2 separate regions of the Rattus norvegicus genome follow, and region 1 is linked to region 2. A link is a contact called in public Hi-C data. All regions are on one chromosome and are shown on one strand. The core of a region is the stretch at or near the end of the contact, and the rest is flanking DNA. Distances in the headings are between cores, read along the strand shown.

Evidence for each region. A called contact is a pair of places that touch in the nucleus more often than the background predicts.
Region 1: a contact with region 2 is called in a Hi-C map of hepatocytes, with 1.8 times the contacts expected there. The contact joins the promoter of Cdyl2 here to the promoter of Dynlrb2 in region 2. A contact is called at or near these places in 4 of 12 Hi-C or Micro-C datasets (the Rat2 cell line, hepatocytes, kidney and 1 more).

The regions. Positions count from the first base shown.
Region 1 is chr19:61,687,091-61,693,180 of GRCr8, forward strand. It overlaps Cdyl2 (chromodomain Y-like 2), which reads right to left and starts at 4,656. Exons shown (of 7, transcript NM_001106189.2): 1 at 4,594-4,656. The coding sequence starts at 4,617.
Region 2 is chr19:61,426,843-61,432,778 of GRCr8, forward strand. Dynlrb2 (dynein light chain roadblock-type 2) reads left to right here and starts at 2,238. Exons shown (of 4, transcript NM_001108451.1): 1 at 2,238-2,292; 2 at 4,951-5,026. The coding sequence starts at 2,290.

The DNA of each region.
Region 1 (6,090 bases), core at 3,406-5,905, 260 kb after region 2:
CACACACACACACACACACACACACACACACACACACAATTTACAGCCATTTTTTGGAGATAGAAATTTAGGAAGCATCAACAAACACAGCCTGGCACAGAGATGTTATGAAGACCAACTCAATAACCATCATCTCGGCCGCTCCACTCAGAAAGCATCCTCTTTGAACATTTTTTTGCCAGCAAAGTAGGTACTTTGTCCTTCACGTCAACTGATCAAGGGCAAGAGGTATTAGACACCAGTCAACAGCAAGGAAACCCACATGTGGACATTCAAATGCTGTCAACCCTTCCCAGGGAAGACCATTGGCTTCTCCAGACACACTTTTAGAGAAAAAAAAAACTGAGCCATCAAAGAACATGATAGGTGAGTAACCTCCTGTCATGATGTGTGCCAGGTAGATCTTGTCAACCTCCACACGAACTAGAAACACCTGGGAAAATGGAACCTCAGTAGAGGGACTGCCTTCATCAGACTGGTTTGTGGGCAAGCCTGCCAGGCATTTTCTTGATTGATAATTAGTGTGGGAGAGCTAAGCCCAGTGTGGGTGGTTCCATTCCCCTGGGAAGATATCTGGTTGTATAAGAAAGCAGGTCAACACTCCTAGCCCACGTAAAATATGGTTTATTGGTTCAAAGCTATAATAAGCTATTTTATGTGTACTCAAATATAATATTTAATTAAGGAAATACTACAACGCAGACTAAGGTGTCTTTTATTATTTCTTTTGCGGTCAGTAACTGCACTAAAGAAGGAAGAAGGGTTGATGCTGATCAAGCTGTAGGAAGCATTCCGCCATGTCTCTGCTTCAGTTCCTGCCTTGAGGTTCCTGCTTTGAGATCCTACGCTGGCTTCTCTCAGTGATGGATTGTGAAATGTGGAACTGTCTCTGTTCGTGAAAGTAGATTTGGCCAGTAGATTAATCTCAGCAACAGACACAAAATCAGGGCATGATATTACTACCACCAGGAGACCACGAGCTGGGGACGAAAACTGTGTAACTCCCAGCTCTGTCTCCTGGACTGGGTCTTCGGTTCAGCGGTAAGAGCCATGAGTTAGTGAACATGTGAGGAGTTATAGAGCAGGGAAAAGATAATTGGTTTCCTTGTACTGTGTCACAGATGATGTGTTCTTGACACCCAACCATCTTGGCAAATGGCTGACTGAACTCCAGGGGTGGCAAACTCTAAGACCTTCTGGATTCAGATTCATTGTGTAAACATCTATAAGGATCATTGTGGAAAGATCCTTCTCCACATTGCTTTCATACATAACAAGGAAGCAAGGAACACACACACACACACACACACACGTCTACACATGCCCTTGCGGCCTAGAACTGTATAACGGACCTGATGGCCCATAAGTTTTCTAGCACATCTGGGGGTGAAGGGACTTTTACATTTTATATCCAGCCATATCTGGCTTAAGAAAATAGTTCTTAACCTGCAGTTTTCAACTTTGAGGGTCAAATGGCCCTTTCACAAGGACTGCATATCAGATATCCTGCATATCAGATAAATATCTGATTCATAACAGTGGCAAAATTACAGTTATGAAGTAGCCACAAAAACAATTTTATGGTTGGTGCCACCATGTGAAAATGTATTAAAGGGTTGTGGCATTGGGAAGGTTGGGAACCACTGGTGTAAACCATAGATCAATATTCAAAATCACCCTCGTATACATGATAACTAGAACGCATCAGAGAGGGAGAGGGCTCTGCTGTCAGGGAAATAGAACCGGGTGACCATCAAATCCAAATTTCAGAACTTCCTCTGGACCCGGGTCTCCTCACCAAGACTAAGGAGCATTGTCATGTAAAAAAGCTCATTTTCTGGTGTCTTTAAAGTTGGGCACCCAGCTTCTTAACAGAGCCCTTTGGGGGATGATTGCTTTTTATAGCAGGTGTCTAAAATCACCAAAGGGGCGGTGAATCTCTGCCACCCAAACACCATCCTCATCATAAAACGTCGAAGGCAATGTCACCAGGCACCCAGGTGGGATACACGTTACAGAGATTATCACTCCATGCCCACTCGGATACGGCTTATTGGCTAAAGGTTATGATGAGCCGTTCTATGCACACCCAGGTATAATATTGAATTAAGGGAATACCATCCTCTAGAAAGAGATATCTTTTTTATTCCTTTTACGGTTAGTAACTGCGCTGACTATGCCCAGATCTATTTTTTTTTAATCAATAGGCTGTTTTTAATGCACATGGCAATTTTACAGTTAGAAATGACATGGACGGAGGCACCCCTGGCACTTCTTGTTTTTTGAGCTAAACTTGAACAACCAATTAAGTCCACCGGTGTATGTTACGTAATGGAGGCTCGGGCTGTGACAATGTTGACACTGGTTATGTTCTCATAATACAATTTAGCCCTTCTGGTAATGGCTGTGCAAATAATCAGCCACGGAAAGACCATTTTATATCTCATACAATTACCTACCACCACGGAAGTAATTGTTATTATTGCCCTGCCTATTGAACTTCAATAAGCACTCTTGAGTTGCTGAGGTAGTTCAAGGCCATTGCGTGGAGACTCCCATCTTCACAGACTCATCTGGTGACTATAATTACCAAGGTTAAGAACGGCGGTTTCAGATGAACATTAAACAAGAAATTATCCCCAGGAGGTCCAGAAGTTTCAGACTTTAAATGGGGGGGGGGGGGCGAAGCACTGACATCTCCTACAAGGTCCACATCATGTCCTCAACAAGGCCACCACTCATCACCCGGGCCGTGTCAGCGGCTCTGAGACAACTCGCCATCGGTGAGAAAACTGACCTCAAGCGGATTGGTTTTGTTGTTAATCTGCATCCACTTTCTGCCAGTGTCCTGCTAGGACTGGTTGTGTACTTCCGGGGAACTCAGGCAAAGGTTTTCGCTTCACTATGTTTTAACTTTTGGTTTCGGAGACGGCTCTGCCATCTTGGAAAAAGATGGATGAGTCTGGATGGCCCGGTTACTACATCCTGTTGGTTTCTCACGAGTTTTCTCTCCCTCCTTGGCTTCTCCATCAGCACAAGGAGAAGGAAGGGCATAGAGTAAAGGAGGGGATAACTTATATCATTTAAAAAAAATGGGTCCCACCTGAGCCTGCTGGCTTATAACCCATCACTGGGGCCCGCCAAGCCCAGATTCATCCAGAAGGTTCTGGATACACAGGGAGTTGAGATGCCTACCAGCCTGTCCAGGAAGGCCCAGGGAACTAGCTTACAGTGGATGAATTACTACTGCGGTCTCTTACCCAAAATGTTAACTCAACTGTTTCTGGACTGCATGGAAATTTAGACAACGACCTCAAGGATGACAGCCAGCTGTAGTGACAGCTTCATCCTGGAGGCTAGGGATGGACAGCCCATGCTGGCCCCTGACACTGGTTTCTTACAGTATCTGCAGGACTCCTGGTAGAAGGTGGCCAGTCCCTTTGGTTCTTTGTTCAGACCCTTCTCTTGAGAAGAACACCTCTTGGATGGCACCCTCCCCCTGGGATCAGTAGTGGCTTTTTATTTGTCCAGTAGTCCAAATCCCACACAAGAACTGTTGTGATCCCAAAGCCAGCTAAGCCCTCTCTCCCCAGAGACCACAGGTATTTCTCTGTTGTTCAAAAGATGGCAGATGGACGCCCTCTTTCAACATTTTGAGCCTGTTTCAAAATATCGAGTGCCCACTACTACCTGTGTGACCTTAGAGAGTCAAGTATGACCTCCCCTTAGTGTGCCAGAGGAGTTCTGGGAACTGGATTCACACCCATGTCCTCTGCTAAGTCTGACCACCCACATACAAGTTTCAGGCAAGCTTTCCTTCCACCTAGGGGCCCCTCTGCAGCCCCTCTTTCACCCTAAGAAGCATGACACCTCCCAAGCCCCTGCCAAGAGAGCTTCAGAGCCCAGAGAAGGGGGACTCTAGGCAGCAGGTGGGGGGAGGGGGCGGGCACTCAGTGGCCCCTGTGGAACTGCAAGAGTGGTGTCCCCAGAGCACCCCCTCCCCCGTGCCCCAGCACTCTTGTCCTTTCCATTCCCCTCCCCAGGAGCCAGGCTCCGCTTTGATCACCCACCTTCTCCTCACCCAACCCACACCCGCGCACTCCCGGGGGCTCGACACCCCTAAATTGGGCCGTCCGCAGCGCGGGCCCCCCGCATTCCCTCGCACGTCCGGCGACTTTTTTTTTTTCTTTTTCCTTAATTTTTTTTTTACCTGTACTTTTTTTGCACACTCGGGGCGGCTCGTCGGGGCTGAGCAAGCACCTCCCCGGGACCGCTACCTTCCCTCCCTCCGCCCCGGCTCCGCCCGGCTTCCTCCTTCCCCTCTCCAAGGCCGCAAAGTAGATGGAGTAAGAGAGTGTGTGCGCGAGAGAAAGAGAAAGAGGGAGCGGGCGCCGCGGGAGGCGGCGGCGGGAGGCGCGCCCGGCCCCCGCCACCCTCCGGTCCCCGCCGCCACCCTCGGGTCCGCCACCACCCTCGAGTCCCCCAGCCGCCCTTCAATCCCCGGCGCCGCCACCCGCGGGCTCAGGACTACGCTCGCACCAGCTCGGCCAGGCCCGGTTCCCTGGCGCCGCCCGCGCCCCGGCTTCTCCGTACCTCGTAAAGGTCCCCAGAAGCCATGCCAGGCTGCGGAACTTGGCTCGCCGGGTGTGCGCGTCTTGCTCGCTCGCGCGCTCCCGTGCGTGTGCGCGCGGGGGGCCCGGGTTGCGCGCGCGCGTGAGCGCGTGTGTGCGTGCGTGTGTATAAGTGTGTGTGTGGTGTGTGTGTTTGCGTGCGCGCGCGCGTGTCTGTGTGTGACTGTGTGTGAGTGTGTGTGCGCGCGAGTGTGTGCGGCGTGTTGAGTAAACTGTGTTTTTGCAGAATGACAGGCTTGGGGGCCGCCTGTGCGCAGAATCGGAGCGGGCGGCGGCGGGGCTGGCGTAACCGGCGGCGGCCGCGGCAATCGCGGCGACACGCGAGCACGGGCAGGGGCGACCGACGGCTGCACAGGGCGCCCTGAGCCTCGGACGCGGCCCCCCGAGCGCCCGGGCCCCCGTGTCCCGAGGCCCGTGACTGTAGCGCTCGGCTCGCCCCGGCGCCGCCTGCAGGAAGCCGCCCCGCGCCCGCCGCCCGCCCGGACGCTGCTGCCACTGGGCGAGTCCCCGCCTCCCGGGAGCCCGGCCCGGCCCCCGGGGCGGAGGGGGCGGCGGCCACCGAAGGCCGAGCCCGGGTACCGTTCCCGAGCCTGGCCGCGCGCGCAGCCGCAAGGCCCCCAGAGTACCCGGCCAGGTGCCCACCCGGAATGACCTGCCTGGGCTGCGAAGGGGCGGCCAGGGCGCAGGTATCAACCTGCAGGTCTAAGGCAAGGGAGCCCCTCTTCAGTCCTGCTTCTTACTACAGGGGTACCCCACTCTTCTCCTCACTGGGCACAATCTTAGGAGAACTGGTCCCTCGGAGCTGAGGGGCCTTTGCTTCCAGGATGGGTTTTCAAGGAGAGGAGAGAGGAAGTGGCCGGTCCACAGGTTCCATGGAGAGCCAGGACAGTCAGTGGCAGTCACCACTAAACCCCGCGAAGTGTTTAGGGCCAGGCATGGCCTTCCCTCCGCAGCCCTCTTGCTCTGCCATCCAGTCAATCAGTTAATTAACAAACATTTCCCAAAGTCTACCCAACTCTTAAGTGTCTGCAGCCACCAGTGAGACCCTGCCCATACTGGACTTTGAATCCCAGAGGGAACAGGAGAGGTGCATTAGGGACGAGAGGAAGGACTCCTTCATTGTCTCAACAGGAGTTCCCACTACTGCTAGGCTATAGAGGTACAGTTACCTCTTTCCAAAAAGTTATCTCTTTCTTAAAAACCATCCTGTATGTATGGTCGGTCATCTCTGTACCTAAAGGCTTCTCCTTTTAAAATAGGAGAGTCTCTCAGAACCTGGAGAGTGTGTTCTGAAATTGGAAGGGGACAGAAGGGACTCATGCTCCAAATGTCTGTCCACCTTGTCTTTTTTTTTTTTTTCCAAACCAAATATATAATGAATATAAACCACGTCCTCCTTTGAGCATTTGCTGTTTGCAGTACGGTGGGCAGATTACCTGTTGCCCTTTCTAAATGGGTA
Region 2 (5,936 bases), core at 988-3,487:
AGGCAAAGCACCTATACACATAAAATGAATAATAAATTTGTTGGGGGGAAGACCGGGTTGTAACTAGATAAAGCTTAAGATGCCCTAGAGAAGAGTCCTATAAATTCTGTCGTTTAGGTTGACAAATGTTAGAAAAATCTCACGAGGAAAATGAAACACAAGATAAAGATAGTGTAGCCCAACTCAATGGTTGCCAACGGAGTGCTGAAAACTACATAGAATGATCAATAAAATTCCAAGGGGACATTCAAGGTCATGACATCGCCCATATCCCATTGGACTAACCAGAAATGGGAAGCAGTCAAAGAACAAGAGAGACCCCTCGTGCTCAGAAGAAAAGCTTCTTGGTTTTGACAGTTAAGTGCATGGAAGAGTGAAATATGAAAGAAGAAAAAAGTAAGAAAGTAAGTTTTTCCAGGTGCTTGCAAGTTTTAGTCACTAACAGTGTCAGAGGAGTTGAGGTGATTTAGCACCTAGTGTGAGTTTAAAGAAAGGGGCAGGGATGGGAGGCAGTGGAGAGAGTGGAAAGAATTCCCAGTACCTAGGACAAGACAGAGAACGTGTCGGATTCCTCCAAGGCAGCTCATACAGCACCCTGGATATCCATCATACTCCCACGCCAAAGAGAAGGCATCAAAATTAAACCAAGCTACCTCCGAGGAATCGTTGGGAGTGAAAGGTCAATGAGGAGAAAATGGCGCATGTTCTCCCCGTTGATTTCCTATGCATGGAGTCAGACTTGACTGCTGGTTGGAAGTCACTTGGTCCACTTCTTTCTTTCTGAGCTGTTGGGTTCTCCTGCCTGCGCCTCTCCAGCTTGGATCCTGCTTGCCTCCGATCACAGCTGTCAGCTACTGAACCAGGCTGACATCCTGACTCCAGAAGGGAGGGAACTCACAACCCATGCTATGCTGCAGCCGCCTCCCCTTTATTAAAGTTAATTGACATAACAGATAAGGTGCATGGCCAGCGTTTTATATGAAAAACAGATGGGTGTGTGAGGATTCAAGTAGAAATCTCCCTGATCAGAAATAGGAGGGAAGTGGGGACAGGGTAGACAAAAAGTCAGGATTATGTAATTCAGCCACAGAATCTGTAAAGACCCACATTTTTATTATTGCAAAACACTCTGGTCAATCAGCTGAGACAATGTATATATACACACACACACACACACACACACACACACACACACACCCCTCAGAAGAAGATTCCTTCTTCTACTACGTGATTGTTACTTTTAATTGTAAAGGTGACACAATGTAGAATAACAGGGGAAGAGAACCTCAAATCAGGTTAGTCTGAGGAAATGTCTGTGGAGATTATCTTGACTGTTTTCATTGACGTGGGAAGACCCAGCCTAAATATAGGAGGCCCTTCCCTGAGCTAAGTACTGAATTGTATAAGGATTGGAGAAAAAGACTAGCCAAACATAGACTTACCTCCCTTCCCCCCTCCTCCCTTCCTCTTTCTCTTTTGCTTTTTCTTACTTTCACTCCTTCCATCCCTCCTCCTTCCTCCCCTCCCCCTTCTTGCATTCTCTCCACCTGCAGAGTGTGGATCTAACTAAATGCTTCAAGCTCCTGCCTTGACTTCCCACAAGGATTGCATCCTGGAATTGTGAGCTAAACTGAACCCTTTCTCCTCCGAGTTGCTCTTTCTTCGGGTGTGTTTATCACAGCAACAGAAATGACACTAGACCATCCTACACTTTCCAGATCACCATCCTACACTTTCTAGATCGGCTCAGCTCTAGTACCAAATTCTCAGAGATAAAATGAAATCGGCTGGTTTTCTGACATGAGCACCTTCCCTGAGTGCTACCAAATCCACAGCGTATTATCGTTTCCCACATAGATAGTACTATATCTCACGATGGTATTATTTGCACCCATGTGTGTATCTTATATCTCACGTGGGGGCGGTAGAGTGGCTAGCTGCACTTGCCTGACTCCAGGGACAGGTGGCGGTCACATCTCCAGAAAACATAGGAAAGAAGGGAAATTGGACCCATGAGAGACCGCATCCTCCCGCGACCCCATCGCCTTGAGCTGCATCGGGAAGGAACGCCCTTGCCTGCCTTCTAGAACCCCTTTGCTAGGCTGCAAAGCAACCTGCCACAGGCAGGGCGGAAAAGTCGGCTGCAGAAACAGCATGACCGTTGCGCAGGCGCAGCCCATAGCCTTCAGGAAGCCACTTCCTGCCTGGTTTCCTAGCAACAGGGAAGCGTTGTTGACATCCACAGAAACTGCAGCTTAGGCTTGAGAGTGGAGCTGTCCCACAGGCGCGATGGTAAATCGGGTTCTTATCTGGAAGGGCAGAGTGGGGAGACCCATGTGCACAGCTGTCCTGGGAGGGTCTCACCATTTACTGGATGGCAGCTGGAAGGGACGCTATTGAGAAACGGGAGGTGCTGAGATGAATCCGGGAGCCAGGAAAGTTTGCAAAGAGAGATGAAGGCAGTGGAGAAAGAAAGAGCATAGGCTGAGAAAGAATGGGACCGGGAGAACAAGAAAATGGGAAGGGGGTTGGGGGGTGAGCAACAAACAAAGGGGGAAGAGAAGAAAATCGGGAGGGAGGGGTGAGGAATGGAGAGAGAAAGGAGGAGGAGAGAGAAAGGGGGGAAGATGCTACCATAACTTCGCCTGCACAGAAAAGGAAGGGGGGAGGGAGAGAAAAAGGTAAAGGGAAAAAGAAGAGAAGGAAGGGAATGGGAGAGAAAGAAATGAAGGGAAAGGAGTGAAGAAAAAGGAAAGGGAAAGGAGAGGAGGGGAGAGGAGAGAAGAGGCGGGACAGGGGTGTCCTGGGAACCCGGGGGGGGGGGAGTGCAGTAGGGGTCTGAGAGTCAGAAGAGAACCACCTTGGAGGAGAGGAAAGGTCAGTGAGGAGCAGAGAATGGAGAGGAGCAATGGAGGCAGAGAGGAGGGGGTCCATGGCTTTGAGGAGTTGTACACTCCCCTAAGACAATCAGAACTGTGCTAGTGTATGGATATTCTGTGCCAGACATAAGGAGAGCAAGAAATGTCAAATGTCAGAGATATACTCCAAGAAAAAATGTCTACATTTACTAGGCTTTGGGTTTTCTTGGTTGGTTGGTTGGTTGGGAGGTTTTCGTTTTTGTTTTGTTTGTGTGTGTGGTTTGTTTTTTGTTTTTTTGTTGGGTTTTTTTGGGGTTTTTTTTGTTTTTTTTATTTTGATGTTGTTTGGTTTTTTGTTTTTGTTTTTGGTGGGGGTTTTTTGGTGTTTTTTGTTTTGTTTTGTTTTGGTGTTTTTTGTTTTGTTTTGTTTTGGTGTTTTTTTGTTTTGTTTGGTTTTGTTTTGGTGTTTTATTTGGTTTTGGTTTTGTCCCTGGCTGCGTATGGGACAAAACAAGTCCGTGGCACTATCAGATTCTTACTATTGTGGTCACTGGCAATGTCTCATTTTCCTTTCCAGAGGACACCTCAGGCTCAGAGCTTTTGTGGCACTGGAATGTAAAAATATGCTGTCTTCCTCTGTTTTTACAGTCCCTCTTGTTTGTGACAGGGAAACAGTTTTTATCCTGTGGTAGCAATGGTAGGTCTCCTCGGCAGATGGCATTTCTCCAAACTTTGGTCTATGGTGTAGTTTAAAGAACATAGTAAACTAAGTGTTAATAGTGTCCGTCGAGAGGAAAGTCACGAATCCAGCAAGGGAAAGACAAGGAAGGTGCTCACTCACATCCACAGTGAGTGCCAAAGGAAGCCTGTCTCCGGCTGAAGTAATGTAACGTTCACTTGTGAGATGTTGGGAAAGAAAATGATAGAATAGATTCTCATCACAAAACTTCCAGGCCAAGTGGGCCATGGTAACATCTGTCTGGAGTCCCAGCACTCAGGAGTCTGAGGCAGGAGAATTGCTGCAAGTTCAAGACCAGACTGAGCTATAGAGTGTGAAATCCTATCTTAAAAAAAAGAAAGAAAGAGAGATAGAGAGATAGATAGATAGATAGATAGATAGGTAGATAGGTAGATAGATAGACCGATCTATCTATCTCTATGAGGCTGGGGAGAGAGATCATTGGTTAACAGCACTAAGTCCTCTTGCAGAGGGCCCAGGTTCAATCCCCAGCGCCCCCTGGTATCTCACAACTGTCTGTAACTTCACGTCTAGGTGATCTGACGCCCTCTTCTGGCCTCTGCTGGCCCTAGGCACGCACATGGTGCTCACACAACACATGCAGACAAGCATCCATACATACAAAATAATAAAATAGATTTTTAAAAGAAATGTAAATACTCACAATGTGCTGTTGGGAATTAGACAGCACAGGGAGCAGAGTGGTTTTATTCACAGTCAGGTCCAAAAGGTGAGCATAAAGCCCACCTGTGAGTCCCAAACACAGACATTCACAGCCCAACATCCAGCTGAAGCCAAGACACGACCAGGGGACCCCAGCACCCTGCAGTAGAATGCCCTTTGTAAGTTTGGTCACCAGAATGAACCCCCAATGGGGGTAACAGAAGTGACTAAGGTGTCTCAGAAAGGGCAGCTTTTGGGCACTTGGAGGATACGGTGATGACCTATAAATATTTAAAAGCTATGACATATGAAAAGTTTTTTGTAAGTATGCAAATGGGGGCTGTTGAAAGATGGCCTGTAGCTTTCTGGGCAATGTAAAAACAAACAAACAAACAAACAAATAAACACTACCCTTCTAGCAAATAAGAACACGCAAGCTTTAGGGATCCCCCGTGAGACTGTCTTCACCGGGGCTGAAGCCTGGCAGTCTATCTAGGTTATATGCAAGCTGGGACTTCTTACACAGTCCCCATAAGAGATCTAAGTTCCAAGCCTACCCTTTAAACACCCAAGCGTATTGTCCCCATCTCTCAGTTAAGGAAATAGGTGACTAGGTGTGTTCCCAGATATTCTCTGTAGAGTTGATGTGACCATGGACACCCTCCTAGTTAATGCCCTGATCTCTTGCAGACAGAAGTGGAGGAAACCCTCAAGAGAATCCAGAGCCACAAAGGGGTCATCGGAACGATGGTGGTCAATGCAGAAGGTAACTCTTGCCACAGGCTGACTGGGCTTGACACACAGAGACAATCCATTTACTGTGTCAAGAGTGACGACATTTACATTAGATTCTGAGCTTAACACCATGTTTTGCCTGTGCCAGTTATTCATCAGACATCTATTGGATACCTACTGTATACCAATCACTTAAGAGCTGGGGCCACAGAGACACTGTCTACCTACTGTATACCAATCACTTAAGAGCTGGGGCCACAGAGACATTGTCTAAGACACACACACACACACACACACACACACACACACACACAAACACAACATCTTCTTCAGAAAGGGTCAGGGTTAGTGTTAGGGATACTCTGGTAATTAACATCACTTTGGGAGGGCCAGCAAAGCTCTCTTATTGAAGAAATTATGTGATTGGTAGTTTGGTTTGGGCCTAATGTTATAAAGGCGACAGTACAGAGAGAGTTCCAACCTTCATTCTAAATTAACAGTTTCCTTTATCATATGAAAAAAAAAAAAACCCAAAAACAAAAACACAAAACAAAACAAAAAAACCTCTTAAAATCTATTTTAATAATATTTTAGTTTATTATTTGAAAAGTTCAGATGTGTATATAATGTATCTTGGTCATATCTCTTCCCCATTTCCCCCTACTCCAAGTCTTCCTAGGACCCTCCGACACAAGAATTCATTTTAATAACATTTCAGGAATAGTCTTGTAAATAATGGGCGGGAAGGAACAATACATTGCCAGCTATGAAATGTGGATGCTGGTCCCGGACCCACACTGTCTGAACCATTCGCATCTGCACACTGAGACGGCAAAGAGGAATCAGTGGGTAGAGGTGCTTGCTGCCATGCCTGAAGACCCGAGATTTATCCCCAGTGGCCAAGTGCCAGAAAGAGATAACTGGGTAACTGATTCCAACGA